Regions from separate parts of the Mus musculus genome. Here region 1 is linked to region 2. A link is a contact called in public HiChIP or PLAC-seq data. All regions are on one chromosome and are shown on one strand. Each heading gives the region's core, a stretch centred on a gene start, on an enhancer-like site or on the middle of the called end of the contact. The rest is flanking DNA. Distances are from core to core; before and after follow the strand shown.

Evidence for each region. HiChIP or PLAC-seq counts read pairs in DNA pulled down with a chosen protein or histone mark.
Region 1: a contact with region 2 is called in an H3K4me3 HiChIP or PLAC-seq map of bone marrow-derived macrophages, with 3 times the contacts expected there. The contact joins the promoter of Fancc here to the enhancer-like site in region 2. A contact is called at or near these places in 2 of 484 Hi-C or Micro-C datasets (the C10 cell line and pre-B cells) and 5 of 115 datasets of contacts at active chromatin or transcription factors (bone marrow-derived macrophages, embryonic stem cells and pancreatic cancer cells).

The regions. Positions count from the first base shown.
Region 1 is chr13:63,430,376-63,433,091 of GRCm38.p6, forward strand. It overlaps Fancc (Fanconi anemia, complementation group C), which reads right to left and starts at 1,370. Exons shown (of 15, transcript NM_007985.3): 1 at 1,075-1,370.
Region 2 is chr13:63,037,146-63,039,983 of GRCm38.p6, forward strand. The region is part of intron 3 of Aopep (aminopeptidase O); the gene reads left to right. Among named protein-coding and RNA genes, the nearest start is that of Gm46422, 56 kb to the right of the region's middle. Within about 2 kb of position 1,501, at least 21 of the 459 cell types and tissues checked have an H3K27ac peak or open chromatin away from gene starts, as enhancers often do. A contact at or near this core is called in bone marrow-derived macrophages, where this site is marked.

The DNA.
Region 1 (2,716 bases), core at 120-2,619, 390 kb after region 2:
TTGTCATCTCAGCAATGGGGAGGCAGAGAAAGGCATAACCCCAAGGGCTTGCAAAGTCAGGTGACCTACAAGCCAAATGTGATGGGTGTGAGGAGAGGCGGGGGACGAATAAGGAGGGAAAGATGGGGCACTCCTGACACCACCTCTGGCCTCTACATACACACACATAACCGCCAGTTGTTCAATTGTGAGCGTTAAATCTGCCATTTGGAAGCACCCTAAAGGCGAGGGCCATCCACAAATAGGTATCTCACGTCGGTCACACCCGCTTAGATTAATTTAATGAGGGATGGGATTTTTCGAATCATCTCATACTAGAGGAAAAGTCCAGGCACACAGAGGTCTTCAATATCATTGGCCTGTTCCAAGATTTTCATCCAGCACCCCCTCCAAGCCCAAGCACCTAAAAACTGTTCCAGTAAGGCAGCAAGACAGCAAGACACAAGCATTAAACACTCTCAGGCCTTGAATGGGCCTCTGGGCCTGTCACTCAAGCAGCTGTGGGAGGGCGATCTTGAGACCCTGAGCAGAGCTGCTCTAATGGATGGCGAGCAATAAGCTTCACCTTTGCCCCAGTCCTTCCAAAAGTACCTGCGGCTACGTTGAAACCAGAGGGAGAGGATTTGCTTAAAACAATAAAAATAAAAATAAATGGGGACGAAGGGTAAAGGACAGATGCCTCTCTACCATCGCCGCGAGCCAAGCTCACCAAGCTTCACCTTGGGCCTTAGACCCCACCCCTCACTGTCGGTCCCGCCCCGCCGGGCTCATCTGCGATGGCGCAGCCCCCCTCCGGCTCCTCTCCCTTGTGGAGCGGCCCCTCTAAGTCGTGCGGGCTCCCGCCGAGATCAGTTTCCGTGTGGTCACGCCCACCGCGTCTGTCGGCCACTGCCAAGCTGGGTTCAACTCCCCGATTAGCCACGCCCCTCACCGTCGGCCTCACCTCCCACCTGGCTCTAGCCCCGCCTCCCGCCAGGCCCCGCCTCCTGCCGGGCTATATCTTCCCCCCCCCCCAACCCCCCACATCCCGCCCCGCCCTCCCGCGGCTCGCACCCGCCCACCGTAGCTTCTCACCGTCCTGCCTCAGCTCCACCGCGCCGCGGGAGCGCGGCTCGCCCACGTTGAGACTCGGGCGCACGTTCTCGCGAGTCTTCTCTGCCCTAGCAGGAAACGGCGGTCTTCCCGGGTGGTCCTCACCCAGAGCTGCCTCAGCAGACTGGGCCGCGGCGGAAAAGAAGCCACCGCCCGGCTTCTGCGGCTTGAAAACTTGGCACAGCCTCACGGAACTTTTTTTGTTTTGACGTGTTTGGAATTTTCCCGCGGCCGCAAGGGAGTGGGGCTGCGCGCGCGCTCGCACGCACGCGCAGTGCACTCTGGGGCCCAGCGCGCTCCCGCGGCATGATGGGAAGATCTGAATCTCTCCTGGAGGAAGTGGGCGACTACGGGCTATAGCTAACTCGCGGCGCCGAGTGAGGGCTTTAGAGAAGAGAGAGCCCTGGAATGTGGTTCTTGAGAGACGGGAGTTGCCAGATAGGTCAAACTCCACATAGGGTTCAAGCCTGCTGGGCCCAACCACAAACGAGTTTTGTCTGTGGTTAGTGATCGCTCCAATCCCTAGTCAGGCCCATGTACTGCTTAGTTCAGGTTCAAATCGGTTCAAAGTTGCATTTACGCCACATAAGTGGAAACTTCTTGTCAAGTGAGACATGGCTTATCTTTTATTCTTGAATTTTTAACATTACATTTGTGTGCATGCCAGGTGAACCTAGAGGTCAGTTTGTGGGAATCAGTTCTCTCACTAATGCAGGTACCCAGTCTTCAACTTGGTGGTAGGAGCTTTTACCTGATGAGCGAGCCATCTTGCCAGCCCTTTCTTAAAGATTTTCAAATTTAGATCTGCATGGTTATTTACAGATGTTTGAATTGGGGAAGAGTCAGGATAACCTTAAACTTTTAGATTTTTTTGGTTTGTTTGTTTGTTTCGAGACAGGGTTTCTCTGTATAGCCCTGGCTGTCCTGGAACTCACTTTGTAGACCAGGCTGGCCTCCAACTCAGAAATCTGCCTGCCTCTGCCTCTGCCTCTGCCTCCCGAGTGCTGGGATTAAAGGCGTGTGCCACCACGCCCGGCTTAAATTTTTTTTTTTAATTAGTGCCTAAGAACCATTCGTTGTAATAAGACCACAACTTAGTGCCTTAAAAATAACATGTAGGGAGGAATATATGCCTGTAATAAATAGCTCTTATTTAAATACTCTGTTGCAGGATATTTGATCATACTGTGAATCCCGAGGTTGTATACTAGAAAAAACTATCTCTACACGTGTGGCTTAGCCCTAGCACACTCCTTTAATCCACGATCTTTCTGTTTATTGTAAATTGAATTTGAAAGAGAAGAATAAAGACTAGCCGAAAGACATTGGGTTGTAGAAAAACAACTGCTGAATTAGATTACCTGTATGCTTTAATTAAGGGAGCGGTGTAACAGATAGCTTAGCCATTAAGAGCACTGGCTGCTCTTCCAGAGAACCTGAGTTTGAGTCACAGCATCCACATGGCAGCTCACAATTATTAGTAACCCCTGTCCAAGGGATCTGATGCCCTCTTCTGGCCTCCTTCGGCACCACACTGCACAAACATTAATAAGTCATAATATCCACACACACAAAATAACAACATCAAAATTTAAAGGGAGACCCCAGGGGAACCTGATCCCAA
Region 2 (2,838 bases), core at 251-2,750:
CATTTGTGGTTCTGGGTCAGTCACTACACTCAATAATTATTCATGGCTCTCCCCATTTACCTGCAGATTGCATGGTTTCATCTTTCTTTATTAGTAAATAATAGACCATTGTGTAAATGTACCACATTTCCACTATCCATTCCTCAGTGGGTGAACATCTATGCTGTCTCCGTTTTGTGGCTATTATGAGTAGAGCTGCAATGAACATGGATGGTCAAATATTTCAGGAGTGGGTATACATACAGTCCTTTGGGAATGTCTCAGGAGTCATGCAGCTGGATTGTATGCTACATCTGTTTCTAGCTTTTGGGGAACCAGTTTGCTCTCTCACCAACAGTGAATAAGTGTTCCTCTTTCTCAAATCCAAGCCAATATTTGTTGTCATTAAAAAAAAAATCTTAGCTATTGTAAGTTGCACAGAATGAAATCTCAAAGTAGTTTAAATTTATATTTCTCTGATAGCCAAGGATGTTTAAAATATTTTGAAATATTTCTCAGCCATTTGTGTTTCTTAACACTCTCTCTCTCTCCCTCTCCCTCTCCCTCTCCCTCTCCCTCTCCCTCTCCCTCTCCCTCTCCCTCTCCCTCTCCCTCTCTCTCCTTTTGAAAACTCTGTTTAATTCCATGCCCCAGTTTTAAATTGGGCACAAACCTCCCAGTTGGTGTTTGATATTTTTTTTGAGTTCTTTGTAAATGCTTCATGTTAACTCTTTGTCAGATGTACAGCTGGTTAAGACTCGTCCATTCTGTACAGTGTCTTCAGTGTCTTGGTGCCCTTTGCTGTACAGGAACGTTTTAGCTTCACGAGGTCCCATTTCTCAGTTGTTGGTTTCCATGCCTGTTCTGCACTCTTTGACACAGGGAATCGTGTACACTCCGTTACCCTCAAGCTAGCTATGTAGCATGGTAGGGAACGCACTCTACCCGCGGAATGCTGCCCTTGTCCAGCCCAGCTCCTCCTTACTCCTCCTTCTCTGCTCGCTGCGCCTGGCCTCAGAGGAGCCAGGCTGGCTTCACTTCCTCAGCTTTTCTCCTTTGCTGAGGGAAATGCAAACACGTGTGTGGTCTCCCTTTAGAGGAGTGGGAAATTTTATACAATTTGGGATTTAAATGCATTTTTTTGTATATTTTGCTGTGTATTATATCTTTAGGAATTGCTGTCACTTGTTTCACATTTCATTCAGTTTTAAATCATCCTTTGAATACACATTTAAACTGATTTTTCATTCTTGATCTCTTAAGCTTAAATTGTTTTCCTGTTATAGTTTTTTAATTTTTTTTCTCCAAAGGAAAGTTTGTAGTTCATTTTATAGGTGTCCTTGCATATTTTTATTGACTGTGAGATAAATTCCCTTATGAACAACTTTTGGCTAGATATTAACTTTTTCTTCAAGTAAGGGCTGGATGAAGGATGCTGCCTGACTTTGAGCTCCTGTGATCCTCCTGCCTCTGCCTCTCAAGTGCTTGCAGTACCCTGTGGCCGCCACACCCAGCCTGGATGTACACTTCCTGCCTCACTGCTTTTCTAAGCTAAGTGCTAATGTGGCATTTCTGAGGAGGAATCATATGTTAGATTTTCATTTTGAAAGATGTCTGACATTGCTGCCTATTCTTGCTAGCAGCATCTAAGAGCTCTGGTTGTTGTTTGTCACTGCGAGTGCTTAGCACAATCAATCTTTGAAGTTAGCCCTCTAGTCAGTATGAAATGCTATCTCACAGCTTCAGTTCAGATTTCCCTGATAGCTAATGGTGTTGAGAATTTTCATGCTCTTAATGCTTATTCTTACATTTTAATTCCAACAGTGTCTGCACAAGTATATTGGAAGTTTTTAATGTGTGTCTCTTGGCTGTAGAGATTATGAGAACTCTTTGTCTAATGCTCTAGACATATAATTAATTAATCTCCAAAGCTTTCCTTACAGTGTTGGGGTGGGACCTCAGGCTTTGTAAATTCCAGACAAGAGCTTGCACAGCTGTGTCCTTGCCCCTGCTTATACCACGAACTACTGATTTTTCAGTAATACTTTTGCTCATTACTGATTCTGTTTGAGATAAAAATGATGTGATATTTTCATCTTTTATTTAAAAAAAAATTGTGGTTCCTTGATCCCAATTTGTCACACTAATGTATTGCCCTGGTGCTGTGAGTATATAGTATGTAGAAGTTATGTCTCCTTGTGTCACAGTAACAAGACTGTTTTCTTAATTTGGCTTTGGTTTCTGTAATAAATTACCTCCAGGGTTTGTACATCCTCTGAGTGTTTAGAGTGTGTCTTCATGTACTTTGATGTTGCCGTATATTTTCCTCACGTTCCACTTTGGCATGCACCAGCAGACAGGATGTGCACATACCGAGTTCCCTTTGCTCTCCCTGTCCATCTACATGTGGCTGAAACCCTCTCTCACGTTGGCAGCGGGAAGTTATCTGACAGCCCCAGCTGTAATGTCTTGTTGACAGTTGTCTTATTAAGTTGAGCTTGAATTGTTTGGAATCTTCCTCTCTCCCTCTGTGTGGCTCCCTGACAAATTCAGAATTGATCTAATGCATGAAATCCTTTCATCTCCAGCAGACACGAGTACCTGGACATCTCCATAGCAGCCTCCCCTGATAGCCAAACCTCCCATGACCCTTGTGTCTCCCACAGCCTCCTCCTCTCACCCCTGTGCACTCTTTCCTGACACAGACATGGTACCATGTGCCAACTCTGATTTCAAACATGACCCTTAGTTTTCTTTTCCTCTAAAAGATGTATTTTTTAAAATTTTATGTGTATGAACATTTGCCTGCATGTATATTGTGTACCATGTGCATATATGGTACCCACAAAGGCCAGGCTA